3 separate regions of the Mus musculus genome follow, and regions 1 and 2 are each linked to region 3. A link is a contact called in public Hi-C and promoter capture Hi-C data. All regions are on one chromosome and are shown on one strand. The core of a region is the stretch at or near the end of the contact, and the rest is flanking DNA. Distances in the headings are between cores, read along the strand shown. Region 1 holds the start of Rnpepl1 (arginyl aminopeptidase (aminopeptidase B)-like 1). Region 2 has its middle 26 kb from the start of Pdcd1. Region 3 holds the start of Farp2 (FERM, RhoGEF and pleckstrin domain protein 2).

What was found. A called contact is a pair of places that touch in the nucleus more often than the background predicts. Capture Hi-C pulls out chosen DNA fragments and counts their contacts.
Region 1: a promoter capture Hi-C map of liver shows a contact between it and region 3, with 2.6 times the contacts expected there. The contact joins the promoter of Rnpepl1 here to the promoter of Farp2 in region 3. A contact is called at or near these places in 3 of 39 promoter capture datasets (the SN4741 cell line, cranial neural crest and liver), 1 of 484 Hi-C or Micro-C datasets (embryonic stem cells), 2 of 115 datasets of contacts at active chromatin or transcription factors (embryonic stem cells and pancreatic cancer cells) and 2 of 9 other capture datasets (liver and pancreatic islet).
Region 2: a contact with region 3 is called in a Hi-C map of the G1E-ER4 cell line, with 7 times the contacts expected there. The contact joins the enhancer-like site here to the promoter of Farp2 in region 3. A contact is called at or near these places in 1 of 15 datasets of contacts at CTCF or cohesin (embryonic stem cells) and 4 of 484 Hi-C or Micro-C datasets (the G1E-ER4 cell line, embryonic stem cells and granulosa cells).

The regions. Positions count from the first base shown.
Region 1 is chr1:92,909,359-92,912,471 of GRCm38.p6, forward strand. Rnpepl1 (arginyl aminopeptidase (aminopeptidase B)-like 1) reads left to right here and starts at 1,467. Exons shown (of 11, transcript NM_181405.4): 1 at 1,467-2,125. The coding sequence starts at 1,613. 5033417F24Rik (RIKEN cDNA 5033417F24 gene) reads right to left here and starts at 1,406. Exons shown (of 2, transcript NR_138578.1): 1 at 1,221-1,406; 2 at 1-620.
Region 2 is chr1:94,077,215-94,080,278 of GRCm38.p6, forward strand. No RefSeq gene overlaps it. Among named protein-coding and RNA genes, the nearest start is that of Pdcd1, 26 kb to the left of the region's middle. Within about 2 kb of position 1,362, at least 39 of the 459 cell types and tissues checked have an H3K27ac peak or open chromatin away from gene starts, as enhancers often do. A contact at or near this core is called in the G1E-ER4 cell line and granulosa cells, where this site is marked.
Region 3 is chr1:93,510,553-93,513,634 of GRCm38.p6, forward strand. It overlaps Farp2 (FERM, RhoGEF and pleckstrin domain protein 2), which reads left to right and starts at 1,552. Exons shown (of 27, transcript NM_145519.2): 1 at 1,552-1,632.

The DNA of each region.
Region 1 (3,113 bases), core at 217-2,716, 600 kb before region 3:
TGCAAAATGTCCTCTTAGTCACAAAAGAGCCGTGTTGGCTCCTTATAAAAATATGGGGTGGCAGCACACCCAGTCCGTCTGTAGAAGTGGAATAGCTGGGCCAAGGCTGTCTCATATAACAACTTCTGTTTCCAGAAGGAAGTATCACCAAGACAGAAATGATAAGACCCCCAACCTCTGGGGGTACAACTTGAGACTGGGCTGGGGGACCCCTACAATCTACATCATTTGGACAAAAGAAACCCAGGCCAACAGGACAGTCCAATTGAGTTGAGAATCTGAGAATCCCTTCGTAGATAATCTTGTGGACAGGCCACTGGACACCTGAAAGTAGTGATAACCTTAACTCTGGGTCCCTTTACTCTTTTTAACCCAGCTGGCTGCACCCACTCCGTATACAGCCAAGGATGACTGGGAACTATTGATGCTTTTGTCTCCGCCTCCCAAGTGCTGGAATTCTGAGGGGTTTCCATTGAGCCCGGTCTTCCTCCCTCTTGTCCTTGCCTCTGAATGACAACATGAGCCCTGGAGTTCCTGCAGAATCTGAAATGAGGGCTCCAGGAGTGATCCCAGGTACTGCCAGCTAAGAGGGCGCATGGAGACTTAGCCGTACCTCTCACCTGTGGAAAGAGGGCTGGTTCACTTGACTTGCATTTGGGGAGACTGAATCCAGACAGCTGGGCACTCCCCAGAAGTGACACTTCACCCACACTATCAGAGTAGGAGACAGAATGTGTCTCTCCAGAATATTCCCCCAGTTTTAAAAGTTCCTCTCCCTCAAAATCTGTCCCTCCTCCTACCGATAGACAGCAGATCACCTCTGTCCACACCTTGTATTGGTACTGGTATTGGACAGCTCAACCTTTGAACGGTTTTGTTGTGCTAGCCTAAAATGCCCCTGCAGCTCTGTAGCCCTTACATAGGAGCCTCAAGGCAGAACTGCGTTCATCAGTGTGTCTTCACTCCACACACACCTCAACAACAACAAAAAGTCGATCCTAAAACACGGCCAGTGCTACTGACAGCTTCTCTTTATGCCTAATTTGAATCTAAATAGTCACACCTTTATGGACTATGTACTTGACAGCCGTGCATTTTCCCAAGCCGCTTTGCACCCGATGGCTACTGCCCAGGCCAATTGGAGGACTCTGGCGGAATCGCATCAGGGTAACCACAAGAATCATTCCCGGAGTCTGAGGACCGACTGGAAGAGGTGTCACCTGCGTCCCTGCGAAAGCGACGGTCCCGCCTCCAAGACTACCCCGCAAGCCATAGTTGCAGCGCGCAGGCTGAAGATGCCCAGCCTTCCCCAGCGTCCTGCCTCGCGTTCTGCTCCGCCGCTCGCGCCGCGTCTCGGTGCACAGGCCCGGGGCCGCACACAGCGCCCCCGGTGGCTGCCGAGCCCAGCCTGAGCGGGGCGGCGCACGGCGCGGGGACGGGCCGGGCGGCTCCCGGCGCGACTTCCTGTTGTGCCCGCGCCCGGCCGCCACCGCCGCCGCCGCCGCCGCCACCACCACCGCCACCGCCACCGCCACCGCCGCCCGGGCCCCTCGCCCACTGACCGCGGCCTACAGTGGCCGCCGCCCATGGATTTCACCTAGCGCCGGTGGTCATGGCGGCGCAGTGCTGCTGCCGCAAGGCGCCCGGCGCCGAAGCCGCGCCCGCCCGCCCGCCGCCGGAGCCGCCGCCCGCCCTGGACGTGGCCTCGGCCTCCAGCGCGCAGCTCTTCCGCCTCCGCCACCTGCAGCTGGGCCTGGAGCTGCGGCCCGAGGCGCGTGAGCTGGCCGGCTGCCTGGTGCTGGAACTGTGCGCGCTGCGGCCCGCGCCCCGCGCGCTCGTGCTCGACGCGCACCCGGCCTTGCGCCTACACTCGGTCTCGTTTCGCCGCGCCTCCGCCGTCTCCGAGTCGCCGTGCACCTTCGCCTTCCCTGCCCCGGGGTCGGGGCCCCCGCTGCCCGGCTTCGCCGATGCGCCTGGAGCGGAGTCTGCCAGCTGCCCGCTGGCCTTCAGGCTGGACCCGTTCACCGACTATGGCTCCTCTCTGACCGTCACACTGCCTCCCGAGGTGCAGGCGCACCAGCCCTTCCAGGTCATCCTACGCTACACCTCGACCGACGCCCCGGCCGTGAGTCCCGCCCGGGTGGGCTTCTGGATTGTGGGCGGTCAGCGGGGTTTTGAAGGCACCCCTCGTTCATTTCACTGCTGGGCCAGCTGCACCCTGCCCCTGGGACACCTGCAGAGGGCGAGGGGCAGCCTGGACCAAGAGTCTGTCTGCCCTAGGTGGCATATTGCCTACAAGTTCTTCGAGTAGAGCCCCAGGTCCAGGCCCGGTGGACAGTGGAGATACTCAACAGTGTGTTTCTCAGGGGAAGGGGAGAACGACAACTTCCCGTCTTGTACCAGTATCTGGGTACAAGAGCAGCTTCTGGTGGGGCTCTGCTAAGTCAGCTGTAAGAGCCCAGCATTGAGGGGTGTTCTGAGAGCGCCTGATACAGAAGGGCCACCCTGTGACCTGCACCTTCACAGGGCTTGAGGACACCCGGGTCTGTTCTCTGGAGGTGGAACGAGGGACAGTGGGTGACAGACAAGGCCTTGTGAGCTGTGAGGCGTGGCTTTGGGCTCCCTACACTGTATTGTGACATGCTGGGGCAGGTGTGCTCCACCTCCTAATAGACACACAGGGCTCTGCTCAGGCTTTCCGCACAGAGCACCCACCATCCCACAGGTCCCGATGGAAAAAGCAAAGGATGTAAAGCTAGTGTTGGGGTAGCACAGGGCCAATGGGGTTGCAGAATGGAACAGGACCTTTGACTCCTGAAGCACGGTTCCTCCCTCCAGCTCCCCAGGTAGGAGAGAGTGCTCATGTGACATCTACCATGGATACACAGAGCACAGGCAGCAGCTCTGCAGGGCCCTTGGAAGGTTCATCTGCCCCCACCTGGGGAGCCCAAAGGAACAGGCCAGGAGCCACAAAGGGACAAGTTGACATCTGGGCAGAAAAAGACCAGATGGGATTCACATCTGTGGGCTTCCTGCACTCTTCTCAGGAGTCTTGACTGGGGCCTGCCACCTCTTCCCAGAGTCCCTGCCCCTGCGCCTGTAACTAGTCACCA
Region 2 (3,064 bases), core at 112-2,611, 570 kb after region 3:
TGTATATTAGTTAGAGTTCTCTAGAGTCACAGTGTCTTGCATCAGCAAGATCCGGATCATAGGTGTGCCCTCTGTTTCTGAATTGTAGTTCATTCTAAATATAGTCAAGTTAACAACAGAGAATAGCCATCACGTGTGTGTATAGCATCTCTCCAGAAAAAGCTTGTCACAACATAATTGGCATCTGAACAGAAACATAAGAGAACCCAAGGTAAGTTTGGAGTAGTGAGTGCATGGTCCTGGCTATTGATAGAAGACATTCCCTGATCATCCTCGTTTTTTCGTATAGGACCATTGTTAATACTCACATCCAGCACCTGCATCCAGTGTGTGGATGTGAGTATGAACAATGGCCCTATATGAAAAAACGAGGATGATCAGAGAATGTTCAGTGCCTGAACTTCTGGAACTGGGAAAGGCTTTAAAACAAGCAATGGAAGAGCCTGTTGCAGCCTGCCTTGTGAGGGTGTGGGACATGAGAGCAGATGGGACCCATCTTACTGCTGTGAAGAGAGGGAAATAGCAGTGTAACTTCCCATCTCATCTTAAGGCAAAGGCTTCGAAACCCAAGAGGCTGGGAGAGAAATCCGGTCCTAATAGACTGGCTTCTCAAAGCCCTTAGGAACACTTGGTTATCTCTGTCTGAAGTCCCTGTAGATGTCCATGAACTGAAAACAACATAGGACAGGTGCTACGGAGGGAACCAGGAGCAAGAGAAGCTATGCATAGACTGTAGTTCTCTGGGCTAGACAGAACTATGCTCACAGGAGAATTAAGGAGAAAGCTGATCTAATAGGGACCTCCAGATGGGTATGGGACTTAGTGGCTTTGCTGAGCCCCAGGAGGGATTTTTTTGTTTTGTTTTTTTTGTTTTTGTTTGTTTTATGAAAAGAGACTTGGCAGACTGTAGTAGTGATCTAGACTGTCATGGGAATTGTGTTCACACCATGCCAAAATGCATGGAGGAGGTGGGTGAGTAAATAGACGGTAGAGTCTATCTGGGTCACCTGGAAGCAAACGTGGCTAGATTTGTTTTGAGCTGTTGGTGTACCTGTTCTCAAACCCCAAAAGACCACCAAGGAGTCGACTCTGATGCAATCGCACTAGGGTCTTTTACTCAAGCAGGACAGGAAGGTGGAGCCTTGAGCCTAGTTTTAGGTAAGCATTTTATAGAGGCAAGCAAACAAGCAAGAAGGTTCCTAGCCTGGGACACATTTGATTGATGGGGCGAGGGGAGCTTTATGGCCTTTAACATAATTGGCTGGGGCTGGGAGCCAAACCACAAGCTTAACTTCTGTTTTTCTCCTGACTGGTGGTTGTTAGCCAGGGGAAGGCTTGTACCCTGGAGGAGTAGATTTGTTGGGAAGTAACCTAGAAGCTCTTGCTAGTTGCAGGCTTGTTAGCTAACTCGAGTTCAACTATAAGTCAAGTTCTCTAAGATGGAGTCTGGACCCAAAAGCTCTGGTCTCTCAGGAGTTCCTAGGGTGAATATTGATAGAGAAATAATTCATGTGAGCTAGTTAATGATAACCATGCCAATTAAGCCAATTAAAATGCATGAGTCCTTTTGTATTGATGGCCAGACCAGGAAAGAATGGACTTATGCATCTGAAAAGTCTCTGGGTGTTCAAGCTCAAGGGTACAGTGTTTTAAAGACAAACCCTTAATGTTTGGGTGTGGGAGGATTATATCAGTGGGCGATTTAGAGTTGTCTAGTAATGTCTGCTCTCTTTGTAAGGCTCAGTGGTATCTCTCAGACACTTCATTATATGTTTGAACTATGGTCCATGGACAGTCCCTGAAGCATTGCCCAGGTGAAGGTGGCTATTGGGGCCTGGGTGGCAGGGGTGGGGGTGGGGTGTGTGTGAGACTTCAGGAGCCTATTTGGGATTTGATATGACTGGAAATTTCTGGTCCAGGAGAGGAAAGGAGCCTTTTTTTTTTTTTTTTTAAATTAACTTTTACATTTTAAAAACACAAATCAAGACACACAGCGTACAGACGGTGCCACCCAGTGGCAGAAACCGGAGAAACCGGCAGACTCTCCAGAGACGAAAAGACTAACCAAACAGAGCGAGCAATGGCTTGTAGAGGCTCCCACCTAGTGGCAGAACACGGAAAAAGCGGGGACTCTCAGAGTCCCAGGTTAGGGTTATGCTTTTTAGAGGGCTGAGGTAACCTTTGGGCTATGGTTTAAAAGGTTAGGATTGGGGTTATGGTTTGTATTAGAGGGTTAGGGTTAGGTAGATTTGTGTTTAGTGTTAGGGATAGATGCTTAGGAGAGTTAATGCTAGTATTTAGGGTTTCTGTGTAGGTTGGATCTTGAGTTAAGGTTAGGGTTAGGGTTTCAAAGGTCATAAAGAAAATCTCTAGTCAACACTGCCCAACGCTATGACTATTTATGAATAGTGTATAAACCTGTGTTTAGTGGTGCACCTAAGCAGGAAAGGTGTAGAAACTTATTTCCAGGGTGTTTACGCTGGAACTATAGTGGAATTTTTAGGAGAATCACTGTATGTAGTGTAAACAGAATCAATGGTTTCCTAGAAGGACTTAGACCTTTAAGAAATCTTTGTGCAAAACAGTGGTTGTTTTCTATGATTATTTATAGAGTTGGGTTTTTTTTTTTCTTTGAAGGATCTTTACAGCCTTTGCATGATTTTGGCCACAAGACAATCCTGGCACACCTAGAGCATCTTGCATTATTAGATACTGTACCAATAAGGACTAAAGTTGTAGCAGCGCGATGTTTTCCTTCCAAAACATTAGAGCAGGGGCTTTGGGTATGAGGAACTTGTTTTACTCAAAGAACAGCTTTAGTGTAACAATGAATAAATAATGCCTTTGCTCTGCTGTTTGAGATCTAGTCCACAGAGGCTGATCTCCTTGCTGCCAGGAGCCCTTAATTCATTCTTAAGTGTCCCTCTTTGAACGCCCGAGCAACTCAGAACACCGAAATGGAGTAGTGCAGAAACCCCTCTTCCAGGACATAGCTAATCAGGTAGAGTACAAACTGCTATGCTCAAGTTCTCAGTCAACAGGAAAAGCGCTAACACCTGAGCAC
Region 3 (3,082 bases), core at 302-2,801:
CTTGCCTCATAACGTGATCAAACCTGAGTTTGATCTCAGGACTCATAAAGGGAGCAGAGCCACATAACCCCAAACTTTATCCTAATCTGGGTGGATGATCAATCTCTTCGGCCTGGCCTCACTCCGGTTTGTCAGCATGACCCCTGGATTGACCACCCAGTACTATCGGAGTCTTTCTCATCCTCTTGCTCTCTAAGCAGCGTACTGACACTAGGAAATGAGGCTCCTGCTCTCTAAATCACTAGGTTGCTCATGTCAAACCTCATTCTTGCCTTGTCCAGTCCAGCTCCTTTTCTTTTTTTTTTTTTTTTTGGTTTTTCAAGACAGGGTTTCTCTGTATAGCCCTGGCTGTCCTGGAACTCACTTTGTAGACCAGGCTGGCCTCCAACTCAGAAATCCGCCTGCCTCTGCCTCCCAAGTGCTGGGATTAAAGGCGTGCGACACCACCCGGCCCAGTTCCTTTTCTTAATGATGGACATCACAGTCAGTGGCTATGGCAGTGGCTGGTTACAAATAAGGGATAGCCAAGGTGGTGGAGGAAGTTGGGAAGCCTACTAAAATTGCAGACCCAGTCAGCCTGAGCTTCTAGGTTGCCTTGGAGAAGCAGAGAGCCCCCCCACCCACCCACCCTCCAGTGGGCTGAGGCCCTCCCTGCTTATCTTAAGGACTTATTGCCAAAGGCTAGAGTTCTATATGAATCGCTTGGGGGCCTGTGTGGATTTATTTAGCCTAGACTGGTTCAAAGGGCTGGCTCCCTGCAGGCCCATTCGCTTAACCAATGGAAGAAGAAAGTGAGTTTGCTGCAAGTCTGAAGTGGAAGGACCAGAATCCAGTCTCACCATTTTTCATTTCCAGAAAGCCTCAAATCCAGAAAGGAACCGCGAGGGCTTCGAGGACTCTTAGCGTAGCCTGCACCTCAAAAGCGTCCCTTTAGGAACAGCTGGTGCCTAAAGACCACGGTTCCACTATTCCCTGGTTGGGCACCACGGATGGAAGGTAGGAAAGAGCCTAGTAGTCAGGGAGGCCTGAATGCCAGAATAGTCCCGCGAGCTTGAAGTCCAAGGCCCCACCCAGAATCGGGGCTGCCCTGCTTGCCAAAGCCAGGCTGTAGGCTGAGACCCGCCCCTGTGCCAAAAGTCCCGCCCAGGGCCACCCGCATTCCAGAGTCCAGGTCTGGGGTAGTCCTCCCGTTGTTCCAAAGCTGCGTCCAAGATAGAATCCTCCCGTCGCCTTGTCAAAGCGAAGACTAAGACGGAGAACTCGCGGGTTTCCTAAGTCCCACCCAGCACAGAGTCCTCAGGTCCTAAAGCCCCTCCCAGGGCCGAGGACACGCACAGCCCGCCGAAGCCCTGTTGCACCCGCGGAGAAGCTGCACAGCTTTGCTTCTGACTTTATGGGGCTCCCTCGCCCCGCCCTGTCCCATGTGATCACCAATCAGAGCTAGGTGCTGCGCTCGCAGGCGCCGGTCGGGAGGACCCGCCCGCAGGCCAATCGGTGGTGCGTCCGCGGGGGGGCGGGGCTGCGGCGGACGCGCGGCGGGGGCGGGGAAGCAGCTAGCTGTCGGGATCGGGCGGCGCGGGCGCAGGACGTGGAGGAGGCCTGGCTGGCGGCGGCGCAGGCCGGTGTGGCACGGTGAGGACGCGGCGGCCGTGGGCGGGGGAGGGGAGCGAGCCGCGCAGGGGCGCTGGGTTGGGCATGGGCTTCCTTCGTTGGCCGGACCTCAGCGGAACCCGAGCCGGACCAGGCCTGAGGCTGGCCGTCCACCAGAGAAAGTCCACGCCCGGCTCTGAGGCCTTCGTGAGGCGCGCCAGAGTCCGCGTTTGACAACACACGTCTGTGGACGGCCTGTCGGTGGAGGGCGAAGGGAGGGAGAGTCTCGGGTCCAGTCTGGATGTCCGCTGAGGACTGGCTGGAGAGTTGCTTTTGTAGATGGGCAGTCTGGGGAGGGCTGAGAGCTGCAGAGTTCCAAGGAGCCAGGCTGTCAGCAGAGTACTGAGGACAGGAACAGCACACGTGGAGACCAGCTGTCGAGGAAGGGGGGTGATCAGAGTCTCAGCATCTCTCGTGGACACTGAGTGTCCCGTGATGGGTTAAGGGCCACAAGAATGTCCTGCTGAAGACCGCCCCCACCCCCAGGCCAGTGCTCTACAAAGCACCTTGGGAAGCAGCACCCGGAGCCACAAATGAAAGCCCAGAAGGGCATTCTTTTTTCTTCTCGGCCTTTCCTTCAGAACTGAGACTCGGATATTCTTACTCTGCTAAGATCTAGAAACAGTACTGGCCCACTGCCTTTTACTCATCCGAGATTATAAGCACCTTTGCCATTTACACACGTGGCAGTGATTTCTTAAACTCTTTCATGTCCCAGTAATGGTGATGAAAAATTGAAATGAAAACAAGGCATTCGTGAAGGAAATAATGTCGATACACCGTGCTGAGAAAGAATGGAGAGCCTTAAGATTCCGGACAGAATCTTTAAAGGGGTGGCCTTTCTCCCTAGCTTTGTTCTGTTTCCATGAGGTGTTTTTGACTGGGCCACTGTGAAAATATTTGGTAATTAGTGGGTAGCACCGAATTAGAGTCGGTCTTGTGGAGACGGCATTATGATCAGCAGCACAGATTCTCACAGTGTTAGCAAGATGGAAAGGTCATTTGAAATGGGGAGGTATGAAGTAACCTTTACTTGTAGGCCAAATAAAAGTTTTGTGAGTTTCGGGACGTGGGAAGGCATTTGTGAAGCGCTTTGTGGCTGTTTCGTTGTCAGTTCTAAAGTTTTCATATATCCCTGTCCCCCACCGTTTTTTGTTGAGACAGTTTCCATAGCCCGGGCTGGCCTCCAACCCGTCATCCTCCTTTGTCAGCCACCTGAGGGCTGAGTGTAGGTGGAGCACAGGGGTGCGCCATGGCTTCCTATGCATAGCCCCGTTTTAAATAAAGCACGGGAAGACCTTGCCCGGTGGGGTTGTGGATGACTCTCTGGGATACCGCAACCATGTAAACCTCTGCTTCTCCGGTGTCCTTGCCCTGCCACATTGTAGAGATGGTGATTATCGAGTTAGGTTCCTTCCTACAGATTCCTTTA